3 separate regions of the Sus scrofa genome follow, and regions 1 and 3 are each linked to region 2. The links are chromatin contacts, called in public promoter capture Hi-C and targeted proximity ligation maps. All regions are on one chromosome and are shown on one strand. The core of a region is the stretch at or near the end of the contact, and the rest is flanking DNA. Distances in the headings are between cores, read along the strand shown.

What was found. Promoter capture Hi-C pulls out the DNA fragments that hold promoters and counts their contacts.
Region 1: a contact with region 2 is called in a targeted proximity ligation map of skeletal muscle, with 6 times the contacts expected there. A contact is called at or near these places in 9 of 47 Hi-C or Micro-C datasets (embryonic fibroblasts, epiblast stem cells, fetal heart ventricle and 3 more) and 2 of 2 datasets of targeted methods (alveolar macrophages and skeletal muscle).
Region 3: a contact with region 2 is called in a promoter capture Hi-C map of liver, with 4 times the contacts expected there. A contact is called at or near these places in 4 of 5 promoter capture datasets (fetal liver, fetal skeletal muscle and liver), 15 of 47 Hi-C or Micro-C datasets (alveolar macrophages, embryonic fibroblasts, fetal heart ventricle and 8 more) and 2 of 2 datasets of targeted methods (alveolar macrophages and skeletal muscle).

Annotation. Positions count from the first base shown.
Region 1 is chr3:52,567,521-52,571,403 of Sscrofa11.1, reverse strand. The region is part of intron 3 of MAP4K4 (mitogen-activated protein kinase kinase kinase kinase 4); the gene reads left to right. Among named protein-coding and RNA genes, the nearest start is that of MAP4K4, 80 kb to the left of the region's middle.
Region 2 is chr3:52,797,124-52,801,266 of Sscrofa11.1, reverse strand. No RefSeq gene overlaps it. Among named protein-coding and RNA genes, the nearest start is that of RFX8, 42 kb to the left of the region's middle.
Region 3 is chr3:52,647,423-52,651,626 of Sscrofa11.1, reverse strand. MAP4K4 (mitogen-activated protein kinase kinase kinase kinase 4) reads left to right here and starts at 2,147. Exons shown (of 29, transcript XM_021087163.1): 1 at 2,147-2,360; 2 at 2,720-2,785. The coding sequence starts at 2,304. It overlaps LOC106509759 (a long non-coding RNA gene), which reads right to left and starts at 2,982. Exons shown (of 3, transcript XR_001307587.2): 1 at 2,699-2,982; 2 at 1,326-1,464.

The DNA of each region.
Region 1 (3,883 bases), core at 929-3,428, 230 kb after region 2:
GGCCTGCGCCCACATTTAGTTTAAGAAAAAATAGGCTTAGTTTATATTGAACCGAATCCATCTTATTTTAAATCATTTCCATCTGCAATTTTATCATATCCTCTTGTGATTGCTTCTAATGTGTCCAGTTACAGGTAAGAGTTACATCACACATCACAGGAGAAGGGACGTGGGGCAGCTTGATGTCAAAAAGCCATAAGCTCCCCGAGCCTGGGGTCTGTCAAGGGAGAAATGGCCAAGCTGATGTCAGGTGTGCAGTTGAGTCATGGGGGCGGTGCTGCTTCTCTGCCCCCGCCCCCTCTAGTGACATGCCTATTTTTAAAGTAAGAATTAGAAAACTTTGTCGCTGGACCAGGGGACAACTGATAGAACTTTATACATGTTTCGAAGATGGAACATTTTATAGGGTGACTGATCTCTTTTCCTTGTCACTTTTTATACTGAAAAAGCAGCATTGCGGTCATTCCCTGGTGGCAGCTGAGGATCTGGTGTTGTCATTGCTGTGGCATGCATTTGATCCCTGGCCTGGGAACTTGTGCATGCTGCAGGTGGAGGAAGAAAAAAAGGAAAAGCACCAAGGCCTTGCTGGTCAGAAGGTTCTTGGACTGTCCAGGATGGCGCTGTTGTGTTCGGGCCACCCTGTCTTGATCTCCAGCTCTTTGGGAAGTGGGCGTCTTTCCAGTGACATGCTGATTTTAAGATGACTTCACAGAGGGCTGAGGGAACTGCAGATGCTGCTTTACTCTGGTTCCAGTACCGCAGCCGGTTGTTCATGCGGTGTGGTCCGTGGCCCTTCCTGCAGGTTGCTGCTGGAGCCACAGGGGCCTTTGTCCTTGTCACTAGCACACTTCCTGACTTGGGTACTGTCAGGCTTGTTACATTTTTTTTTAAATTTAAAATTTTTTAATTAAAAAATTAACATATTTGGTTTACAATGTTGTACCAATTTCTGCTGTACCTCAAAGTGGTACACACACACACACACACACATATTCTTTATTTATTGTCTTCCATCATGGTCTGTCCCAAGAGATTGGATATAGTTCCCTGTGCTGTACAGCAGGACTTTCATTGTTGATGCACTCTAAATGTCATAGTTTACCCCCAAACTCCCAGTCCCGCCCCCTCCTCCTTGGCAGCCACACAGACTCGTCCCACTCAAAATGTCATCTTTGCGAGTCTGTGAGGTATTTGCTGTCTGTCCTGACACTTGGGGTTCTTTGCTGGCTTCCTAGCTGACCTGTTGCGACCTCTCCACGGACACCTTAGTGAGCTTGTCTGCTCCCATGGACACCTTCTCTCAGCCGGCTTTGCACCAGGCAGCGAGGGGTCGTGTTTAAAGGAGAGTGCAGACTAGAGGAAGGCCAGACAGCGAGTTACCCCCGAGTCCCTGCCTCGTTTAAGCAGTCCTTGCTGGCGCTCTGGCGCGTTTCCTCTCCACCACCTCTGTGAGCAGAGCTGTAAAACATGGCTCCTTTTCGTGACTTTTTGGTGAGACGCTTTGGATGAGTTGTGTACAAAAGGCATTTCCTTGCCTAAAAAATCAGGCAGTGTTGGACAGATGCGTTTTCAAGACTCCTTTAAAAATAACTATGCAAAACCCCGTGTGTTTAGGTAAAATGAAAACCAGATGGTGAGTCTCCAGAGCAGATACAAACCCATTCAGCCGTTTCCCATGTTGGCCTCTCAGCAATGTTCCTCGAGCACTGTTCTCTTGCAGAGCAACCTCTGCGCTGTGGGTGGGGGCACCCCACCCCACGCGAGAGTAGTTGTGGATGAAGAGAAGGGCCGCTGCCACCTTGAGGGGCTCAGCTCTTGTAAAGTTACAGGCGTTGGCCTGGGTGGGACCTGGGAGCGGGAGTAAGACTCTCCAACTTACGTTTCTGGTTTCGGATCCAGCAGGAGGGGAAGTTGGGGAGGGTTCTGAGGATGAGAGCGGGACTGCGAGTGGCTTCTGACATCACTCAGGTTAATCTCAGGAGCTGTAGGTGCGGATGCTGCTGCATCCTAAGGAGCATCTAATACTCGTCCTGCCACTGGAGCCTACTGCTCACATGAAATTGAGAGGTGTTTTCCAGGCTGCCGGTTATTCCTCAGACACAGGCCAGAGGAGTAGCAGGTGTGGGAGGGAGGTGGCGGGCGGGCCTTCTCCCAGCTGTCAGCTGTTGGCAGCCCTGAATGAATGTGCTCTAGGCTGGCTGCCCTGGGTCCACTTCACCTGCTTTGCTTGATGGTGTGACCCTGGAAGACAGAGCAGACTGGAAACTTACAGCGCGCCCTGGAGTGAGGTGACAGGGGCCGTCTGGGAGACTGAGGAGTCTGGAAGGGAGGCGGCCGTTTGCTCCAGGTGTACTCATGTCTCTGTTTCTTCTTGGGCTGGAACTATTTTAGGCTTTGATTATCTTCAGGGTTTTGAAGGGTTCTTTTTAAAGAAAGCGTGTCACTTATCTGATTGGTTGTGGGAAGGGTTTAAGGACATGTTGAAACCTGACATGACATGGGATCTCTGTTTTGTTTTCAAGATGATTATAGATTCACAGGAATTCGCAGAAAAGTGTACAGGGTGCCTCATGTACCCACACCCAGTCCCCCAGTGGTCACATCTTGTGTAACTAGAGTGCAGTGTCATAACTTAAGTTGTGCACAAAACAGAGCAAGCTAAGGCTTTGACGTGGACTTGGACGTTAGATTTTAGCAGATTCGGCTGCACCACTCCCCAGGGTCTGCCTGTGTGGCTTAGAGCCAGGGTGGGCATGGGCACAGATGGCACTGCTGCAGCCCACAGAGCTTATTCAGGTCTCCCCACATGGACGTGTATTGTATGCTCACATGTGTGTGGGTGGGTGGGTGGGTGTGGTGTGATGCTTTTGAAGGATACTTGAGTTAGTTGTTTCCATTCTTAATAGCCCCTTCATTTCAGTCCTTGTATCTTAATGTCAGACTTGTACTGTCCCCATTACACATAAGGGACTAATAGTTTGCCTCTTGGAATTGGGGGTGTCCCATTATTTTTATTACTACTCTAGAAGGTAAAATAAGTGAATTAGCTCGATTGGTAATTCTTACCTTGGGGTCCATAAGCTCTTTGAGTAAGATTGGTTTCTGGGAATTGGTTTCTGTCACCTATGCTGTCCGGTTCAGATAGCCTCTACCGTGCCAGGAATATTTTTACCATCATTTTTTCCAGTCATAGATTGCTGGAGGTTTGTGCAATACAGTTGGTTATCTTATCTCTTTTTAAAAACATCTAGTATCCATGAGGATGTGGGTTTGATCCTTGGCCTCACTCAATGGGTTAAGGATCCGGCATTGCTGTGAGCTGTGGTGTAGGTCACAGACTTGGCTCAGATCTTGCGTTGCTGTGGCTGTGGGATAGGCCGGCAGCTGCAGCTCTGATTAGACTCCTAGCCTGGGAACTTTCGTATGCTGCAGGTGGGGCCCTAAAAAGCAAAAAAAAAAACACATAGTGCATCTTCTTTCATCCATTCAAACACCTGTCAGTGTTTGAATATATATATATATATATATAGTTGATTTACAGTGTTGTGTTAGTTTCAGGTGTACAGCAGTGTTTCAGTTATGCATATATGTGTGTGTGTGTGTGTGTGTATGCACATATCTATACCTATTTTCCAGGTTTGTTTCCATTGTTGGTTATTATTATTATTTTTTTTTTTTTTTTGTCTTTTGTATTGTAGGTTACTAGAAGACATTGAGTATAGTTCCCTGTGCTATGCAGTAGGTCCTTGTTGGTTATCTACTTTATATACAGTAGTGTGTATTTATCAATTATAAATTCCAGTTTATGCTCCCCACCTCTTTGGTAACCATAGGTTTGTTTTCTATGTCTGTAAATATATTTGTCTTGTAAATAAGTTCGTTT
Region 2 (4,143 bases), core at 1,422-3,921:
ATGCACAATAAAGAAAATATATCTGTGAAGACTGATAATATTGCCCACTCTTTGATCTTATAAAGAACATCTTCAATAAACAATCTAGACATGCTGGCATTCTGCAAATAAATAGGGCAGGCTCTAAGTTAAAAAAAAAAAAGAAGAAGAAGAAGAAGGAAAAGAAGCATTGGTGGAACTTCCTCAGCCGGCTGCATGAAAACTGCAGGCTGTGAAGGTGTTTAGAAACACTGGGAAAATTGTTTAATAATACAACTCTGATCCCACATGAATGATGATCAGTTCCTTCCTCTAGCAGGAAGTAGTGGTCCGGTTTCCTCGCCAGAAAGATTTATTCCCCTGCAACTGTGGGTGGATGACAGCAGCAGGAGTAAGCAAAGCTGAGAGCCAGGCCGGAGAGCCAAGGTCAGCCTGGCTGACGAACAAATCCAACCACACTGTCAGGAAAAGGAGAGTCTGGGAGTCATTCTCCAAAGACTGGCAGATACTCCAGTTGTGCTCTTCTTCCGGTGATGGCCAGACTGTATTTCATGGAATGAGGCATGGCTCTTGTCAATGAACTACAACCAGAAGCTTTGGGAGCGTGTGTGTAATTCACTGTGTCATCTTCTTCACCCCACAGTGATCATAGGATGATGTGTGGAGGAGGGACCTCCACCAACCTGGGTCCCTTAATGATGGTAGTAAGCAGAGATCCTCCACCAAGCCAGCACGAGCAAGAAATCAGCCCTTACTGTATTAAGTCTCTAGGATTGTTTGAGCGGTCGTTTCAGTAGAAGCTCCTGGTAACATGGAGGCTGAGCAGGCATCAAGGAACTAAAGAGTTAAGGAAAAGAGTCAGGAAAAGACTTGACCAAGAGATCAAGTGGTAAGGGGGTCTGGTTGGACATGGATGCTGGGCTGTCCAGCAGGCTCTCTCCCTTTGAAGGCCCAGAGTGGGGAAGAGAAGCAAGCATGTGCCACAGGGTGACGCCACCCAGGAGGTATGCCCTTGAGGACTCTCTGGCACACCCTGACTGTGGGGCCCTTCTGACCGTGGTGGCTGGGAAAGGGTCCTGGAGAGTGTGTGTCATGCAGAGCCTGGAAAGTTTCTAATTCTTCCCTGGGATGAGTGAGCTGGGGTAACCCACAAAGGAGGCTGGGTCAGACTTCCTGTGTGGGGGCTATGCCCAGCTGTGTATGAGCCATCTCTCTATCACACGTGGCTGGCAGCTGATGCACTTGGCTCTGCGGCCACATCTCAAGTAGAAAGTGTCTATGGTGAGACCCTGGTCATTACTCATACATTCATTCTGCAAATATTGGGGGTCCTAGGCACAGAGCCTACCATAGGGAGTAGGCAGTCTTCATGGATCTTATGGGCTGCAAATAACCCAATAATGAATAGTGATTTACTGTGGCTTGTCTAGTCCTCTGACAGAGGTGAGTCCAGAAGAGGGGCACAGAAACTAGTCCAGGAGGTCTGCAAAGAATGAAGCTGCTTGTAACTGAATGAGGAGTTAAGTTTCTGCTGCTGCAGAGCAGACATGCCCTCTGTCACCACCCCCCCACACACACACACACTTACAGATAAATGCAGCCCTTCCTTCCAAGGGCCAGTGAGAGCAGGAAGACACTGAGTTGGCTGAGGATTTGAATGCAAATCCTAGGATAAAACATTCACGAGGTGAAGGCTTATGATTCATACTCTTGGGTTCACTTTGTGGTCAAACCAAAGAAGAAGAAAAAAATCTGGGGAATTTGAAAAAAGACAGGTATCTGGAATGGATTAACTAGTTGGGTTTTTTCCCCCTTTTTCTTAAAAAAAAAAATGTAAATACTGTCAGACACTCAAGAGACCCCAGACTATCAGAAAATTCATACATGGCAGAGATAACAAAGCTGGGTGCCCCTAGAGGGAACTCTTGCCATTCCAAAAAGTCCCACCATTTTCTCCCTCTCCCACCCGCTCCCATGGACCAAATCTTCTCATCCTTTAAGGACCATTCTCAAATCTCCTGGAACTACACAAAGCAAACCTTCAGCAGTGGTTCCCTGCTAAGAATGGAAAGGCAGGGGGGTGAGTTTTTTCAAGTTTTATAAGTCTGTATTATTTTGTTTAAATAACCCAAGAGAAAGTCACATGGAAAAAAAATTCCTCCTCCCCATGGAAGCTTCTCTGATTCTGCTGCAGAGGGACCTCACAGTGGCCTCACACCTTACTGCCCCCTCCCATTATCTAACTTTCCACCCCTGAGTCTCTTCTCTCCGTCTAGACCACAGGTCCTGGCTGGAGCTGTTTGTAGTTCGCACAGGCCTGGCTCACACGCTGGGAATTCAAGTAATTGTTGCTGAGTGAATAAAAACTTGTAATGGGGGCACTTCGGTTTATGGGACTCACGGTTTGCTTTCCGTGGGGTATGTTAGACATTCATACCTTTAACTGAGTCCCCAACTTTGGGCAGTTGGGAGAGGTAAGGACTATTTTTCGTTCCCCTCTGGTTTCCACACAGCCTCATCAGGAAGAGGCCGGCCCATCCCCCGCCGCCTCCGAATTGCGAAATGACTGGACACCGAGCTGATCGGGGTTAAGGAGCCAGCGCTTGTCCTGAAGGGCCCCCGCTGTCCTCCCTGTGGGACTGGGAAAGGGTCTCTCCACCCCCGCTGCGCATTTTCCCCCGCGGATCCACTAGGTGGCCTGCGAAGAACACTGAGCAGGAGGAGGCCCCCAGGTGGCAGAGGACACGCTTCCTGCTTATCAGTTCCTTTGTTTGCTTTGCCTTTTGCACCCTTTGTCCCCATCCTCGAAGGATCACTAATTTAAAAGGAATCACTTGGGGATTTGAGAGAGGGGACAGTGCTGTGTCAGAGTTGAAAGCTTGAGGCTTCAGGCAGAGATTTGTGATTGTTAGCAGACTGATAGCCTGCAGTGTCTGCATCATAACAGAACTCTGTCTGCCTGGGAAGAAATGAACAGTGAAATAAAGCTCAGGGCCTATAGGTACTGAATAGACCAATAGACGAGTTAACTAAAGAGAAAAGGCAAGACCTAGGATGGGTGGGGGTGGGATGGAGTGGGCTCCTTCCTGCATGGCTGGTGCCATGTGTGTAGACTTCAGGCTTTTGTGAAACCATGTGGCTTCAGAGAAGAGCCATAAAATAACTCCGGTGCTTTAGCCAGAAACTTTCCTCTGAGGAAAAACCTAAAAGTTGGGGGAAAAGTGGCCGGAATAAAAATGTTTGGATCAGAAAACTTGGCGCAACAGTAGGGAGTGACTTAGTCAACTGCATAAGTAGAACATGCAGGCGTTAAAAATGGTAGAAAATGTCAGCTCTGTTATGTGCAGTTTTGTTTAGTTAAAGAGGAATTTTCAGGAGTTCCCATTGTGACTAGTGAGTTAAGGACCTGGTGTTGTCTCTTTAAGGATGTGTGTTCCATCCCTGGCCTCACTCAGTAGGTTAAGGATCTGGCGTTGCTGTGAACTGCAGTGTAGGTCACAGATGTGGCTCGGATCCCTCACTGCTGTGGCTGCTGTGGCGTAGGCCGGCAGCTGTGGCTCTGATTTGACCCCTGGCCTAGAAACTTCCAAATATGCCACAGGTGCGGCCCTAAAAAAAATGAATTTTCTATTTTAGGGAATGAAATTAAGGGTGAGTTACTTTCTTCAAAATGAGAACCTTACATAGACAACCAAGTGTCCCCAGATAGGAGTCAAAACAAAAGTAAACTCAGTAGCGCCTCCCACCGAGACCCCAGGAGGACGTGGGCCGTCTGCAGATGATTTGCGGCATGGGTGTTGGAGCAAGCCTTGGTCTGGCGGAGCTGCTATGGCAGAGCGCTGCTGGCTGGGTAGTTAAAACAGCAGGAGCTTCTTTCTCACAGTTCTGGAGACCAAGAAGGCCAAGACCCAGTGCTGGCAAAGCTGGGATCCTTATCAGGGCTCCCTCCCGCCCTTGCCCAGAGCCATCTTCTTCCCATGTCCCTCTGGGGCAGAGAGAGGGGCTCTGGTCTCTTCTTATAAGGGCACTAACCCCATCATGGGAGGGGGAGGTATCCTCAGGACCTCATCAAACCTAGCGAGCTCCCAGCACCCCTGCTTCCAAACACCATTACACTAGGGATTAGGGCTTTGGCATGGGAATTTGGAGAGGACAGGAGAAGAG
Region 3 (4,204 bases), core at 898-3,397, 150 kb after region 2:
GAGGCTGGCTTGGGGGGCCTGTATGTTTCTGCATTAGGTTCAGCTGTGAATACTAAGCAAGTCAATTGATTTCTTTGGACGCTGGTTTCCTAATGTGTAAAGTGGGAAAAGTAAGAGTATCTACCATTTGGGACTAATGTGAAGAATAATCAAATAGTATATGTAAAGGATTTAGCACATTGTTTGGACCCCATATGTGTTACCTATTATTAATAGTAAATACGACTAAATTATTATTATTATTTTTATAGCCCAACCCATGGCATATGGAAATTCCCAGGCCAGGGATTGAATCTGAGCTGCAGCTCTGACCTAAGCTACAGCTGCGGCAATGCCGCTGGATCCTTTAACCCAGTGGAGCCAAGAATCCAACCTGCACCTCCACAGTGACCGGAGCTGCTGCAGCTGGATACTTAACCCACTGTGCCACAGTGGGAACTCCTAAAATCTTATTACTAGTACTATGGTCTGAAAGGTCATATGTGCACCAGTCCAACTCTGTGTAAATTATTTATACTCATAGATAATTCCATTGCTGTTGGTAGATTAAAAAACAACATAATTTAAAAGCACTACTAAATTCATAGGGAGACTTTGGCTACTACGATTTTCCTAACCAATGGATTCTAGGACTCCCTGAAGATATTTTAGCCTGTTGAGAAATTCTCAATAGTGGAAAATCTTGGAAACCAAACTGTTGGGAGGCAGGAGAGTGCTAAACATTCTGGGTAGAAGACTAATTTGGCTGAGTCAGAGATTTGGATTTTGGGGATAGGCTAGTGAGAATCCCCGTGCCACTTCCAGGCTTAAATGCCTTTAAGGAATTTAGAAAAATTCCTTCTCTTTCAGTACTTGAGTTTCCTCTTCTCTAAAATGAGGATAACATCATCCTAGGGCTAAAGGAGAGATTAAATTGATACTACATGTAAACCAAGAACTGGTAGATAATGATGGTCGTGTTTGTGAAGCCTTTCTGGAAGGGCCTTGGGTTTTCATCCAGTGCGGCTCCAGTTCTCAAAGTGTGATCCGTTGCAGACTCCGGAGGTGGGGTCGGCGGTCAGTGTTTTTCCAAAGGTGCGCTCACGTTTGAGAACTTGTATTCACAGTCTGGCAGGTAATAGGAAGCCACGGAAAGTTTTTGTCAGTGGAGTGATGTGACACAAATGACCGTTGGGCAGACCATATATTCTTGTTTAATAGGATGAAACTGCCTAACTGCTGCCTGGCTGCCAAAGCTGCCGGAAGCAGCCAGCTTTGATGGATCCTCAGTGATCTCTAGGCACTAAACTTGGGTTAACACTTCTGGCTCCCAATACGGTGCTCACCTTTACTGAGCGAGGTACTCAACACAAGGCAATTAGAGGAGCTGTTTGAGATTCAGTTTCCAGCGAAAGTCTCCGGACCGGGCAGCCAAAACAAATGATGCTCCGTGAATCCCGAACCTAACCAGGTCCTCGGTGTAGCCTGGAAAAGGAGAGAAAGGACAAGGAAACCAGGTAGGGAAACCGGAAATGAGGGTCTTAAGCGACTAGAACCCGGGGGTGGGGGAGGGGATGGGAAGAGCGGGGGCGAGGGCGCCTGGAGGACCCTCCTCCGCGGGGATCGCGGCGGAGCCGGGCGCGGCGGGGCGGGGCTCCGGGAGGGAGGAGTCGGCCGGCCCTGCGCCCGGGGGTCCGGGTCGCTTTGCCTTTGTCGCGGGTGCTGGAAGGGCGTGCTCCCCCTCCCCCGCGCCGCCCCGAGACCCCGGCTCCCGCGCGGCCTTTGTCCGGGCCCCACCCCTGTTGAATATTCACGCCGCGCCGCGGACCCCCCCCCCCGGCCCGGCTCCAGGCGCGAGCGCGCTTCCGCCCGCTTTTCCTGCCGGAGGAGGAAAGGGGGAGCTGTTGGCTCTCCTCAGAATCTCTTTTCGGTGTCCCGTTTCTCCTCCTCCCCGCCGCCACCGCCCCCCGCCCCCCGCCTCGCGCCCGCCTCCGCCTCCGCCTCCTGGTCATCTTTGTCTGGCGGCCTCGCGCTCCGGGCTCCACTCTCGGCGGCGCCGCGGCCCCTGCTCCGGGCCGCTCGTGCAGGCGCGCGGCGGGGCGCGGGGCCGGGGCCTGAGGCGCGGGCGACGCCCGGGGGCCTGCCGGCCGCCCCGGCCATGGAGTGAGCGCCGCCGCCGCCCGCCGCCCGGCGCCCGAGCTTGCTCCCGCCTGCCGCCCCCGGCCGCGCCCGCGGGCCCGCGCCACCCGGCCGGGCCTGCGACTCCGAGAGACACACCAGAGACGAATTGATTGTGGTCGATTTGGGGGTGACGAGAAGGGAAAATGGCGAACGATTCCCCCGCGAAAAGTCTGGTGGACATAGACCTGTCCTCCCTTCGGGTGAGTGGCCGCCGCGGGGCCGGGGGACCGGGAGCGGGGCGCTGGGAGCCGGGAGCGGGGCCGCGCCCTGGCCGGCCGGGCGCTCGGGCGCCGCCGTGGGCAGATCCGCGGGCGCGGCGGCCCCTTTGTCTGCCCGAGTCGGCGTGTGCGGGGTCCGGGGCGTGACCCTCCGCCTGCGCCGCCGCCCGGACCCCGACCCCGCGCGCCCCGGGCCCCTATCGCGGCCCCCAGTTGCCGGCCACCTCGCGCCGGGCGAAGCCCACCTCCTCGGTCACCGCCCTTTCTCTCCCGCTGCCCCGCTTCTTTTATTCATTGTTGTGCTGCTTTCCAACGCTCACCCATCCTCCTCTCTTCCTTAGGATCCGGCTGGGATTTTCGAGCTGGTGGAAGTGGTGGGAAATGGCACCTATGGACAAGTCTATAAGGTCGGTGCAGGCGCCTCCTTTGTTTCCCGGGGACGGGTTGAAACTTCTGATCCGGGGACGACGGGGAGGGTGATTGGACACGCCGCCGCCCGGAGGCTCAGCCGAAGTTGGAAGAGGGGTCCGGCCTCGCCGTCCCGCTGTTTTCAGCAGAGTTTATATTCAGACTGGCCTTAAAAGACCTCATTTCTTGGCTCTCAGATAAGGAAATAAGCTCCACTCTTAGGCATGCACCTTTTTTTTTTTTTCTTTTTCTTTTTTTTTTTTCAAGGAAATGGGAAAGCATTTTTGCATCAATCTACATTTTTTTTTCCCCCCTGTCTCTCCCAAATCTGGCCTTCTGAGTTTGTGTGTTAATTAAAATTCTGGATAGGCAGGCCTCGCCTGTGATTATCCTAAACCACTGCTTTGGCCTCCTTGAGAATCGTCTTCGTGTTTCCTCGTTTGAATCCTGGCCAGGCGCTCAATGAGGAGCAGAGTTTGGTGGTGTTACCTGGGAGTACTCCATAACTACCATACATTCTACTGACGGGTACATGTTTTGGGGAGTCAGGAGGGATGTGTGTTTGGGCAATAGGAGCAGGAAGAATTACAGTGTGAGGATTATGCACTCTAAATTCCAGGAATAACCTGTTTGACAGGTGTGTAATTGAAACAGAAAAGAGGCAGAGCCTCTGAGCAAAGAGGATGCCCAGATTTCACACCCACCCCAGGTCTTTCTCTAACAGCACCCCCTCCCCCCACTTGCCCCCAACAGTAAATGAAACTAACAAATCTGAAGACTTCCTGGACACCAGATATGACTAGCCCTGCTGTTCTGGAAATGAGGGTTAGCTGTAGGTAATTGAGGGGGAAGCCTTGAGAATTTGAAACAAATGTGAAATTCTCCCCAGTCCTGATTTGTTTCTTATTACTGAACAGCTTTCTCAAAGTTATCTGCACTGGGGGTGTTTTGTAGCCTGTTAGAGTGTTGTAGCTGGGTACAAGATTGGGACAGAAAAAAAATATCTTATGAAGCAGGGCTTTGTGGTTGGCTGTGAAGAATTGTCATTGTCTCATTAAAAATGGACAGGGGGGGGAGGGAGTGTGTGTGGGGGGGTTGGAAGCTGACTGTAGACCGTTTTCTTAGGCCAAATTAAGTGTGGATCCTATTGTCTCTTTTCTGCTTTGTGAATAGGGCTTATCTGCTTCTCCAAGGCCTCTCCCCAGCCCTAGCTTCCCCTGGCCTGGGCTGTGTACTGGCCTGGGTTGTGTACTGGCCTGTGGCCTGAACTTGAGTCTGTATTCTTAGGTGATCTCTAGTGAATTAGCATGTGTTTTGTTGGTTAACAGTTGGGGCCTCAGCCAGATTTTTGAATTTGAAAGGGAGCCCTGTTAACGCAGCCCGCTGGGCTCAACTGAATTTGGAAGCCTTTGGAAAAT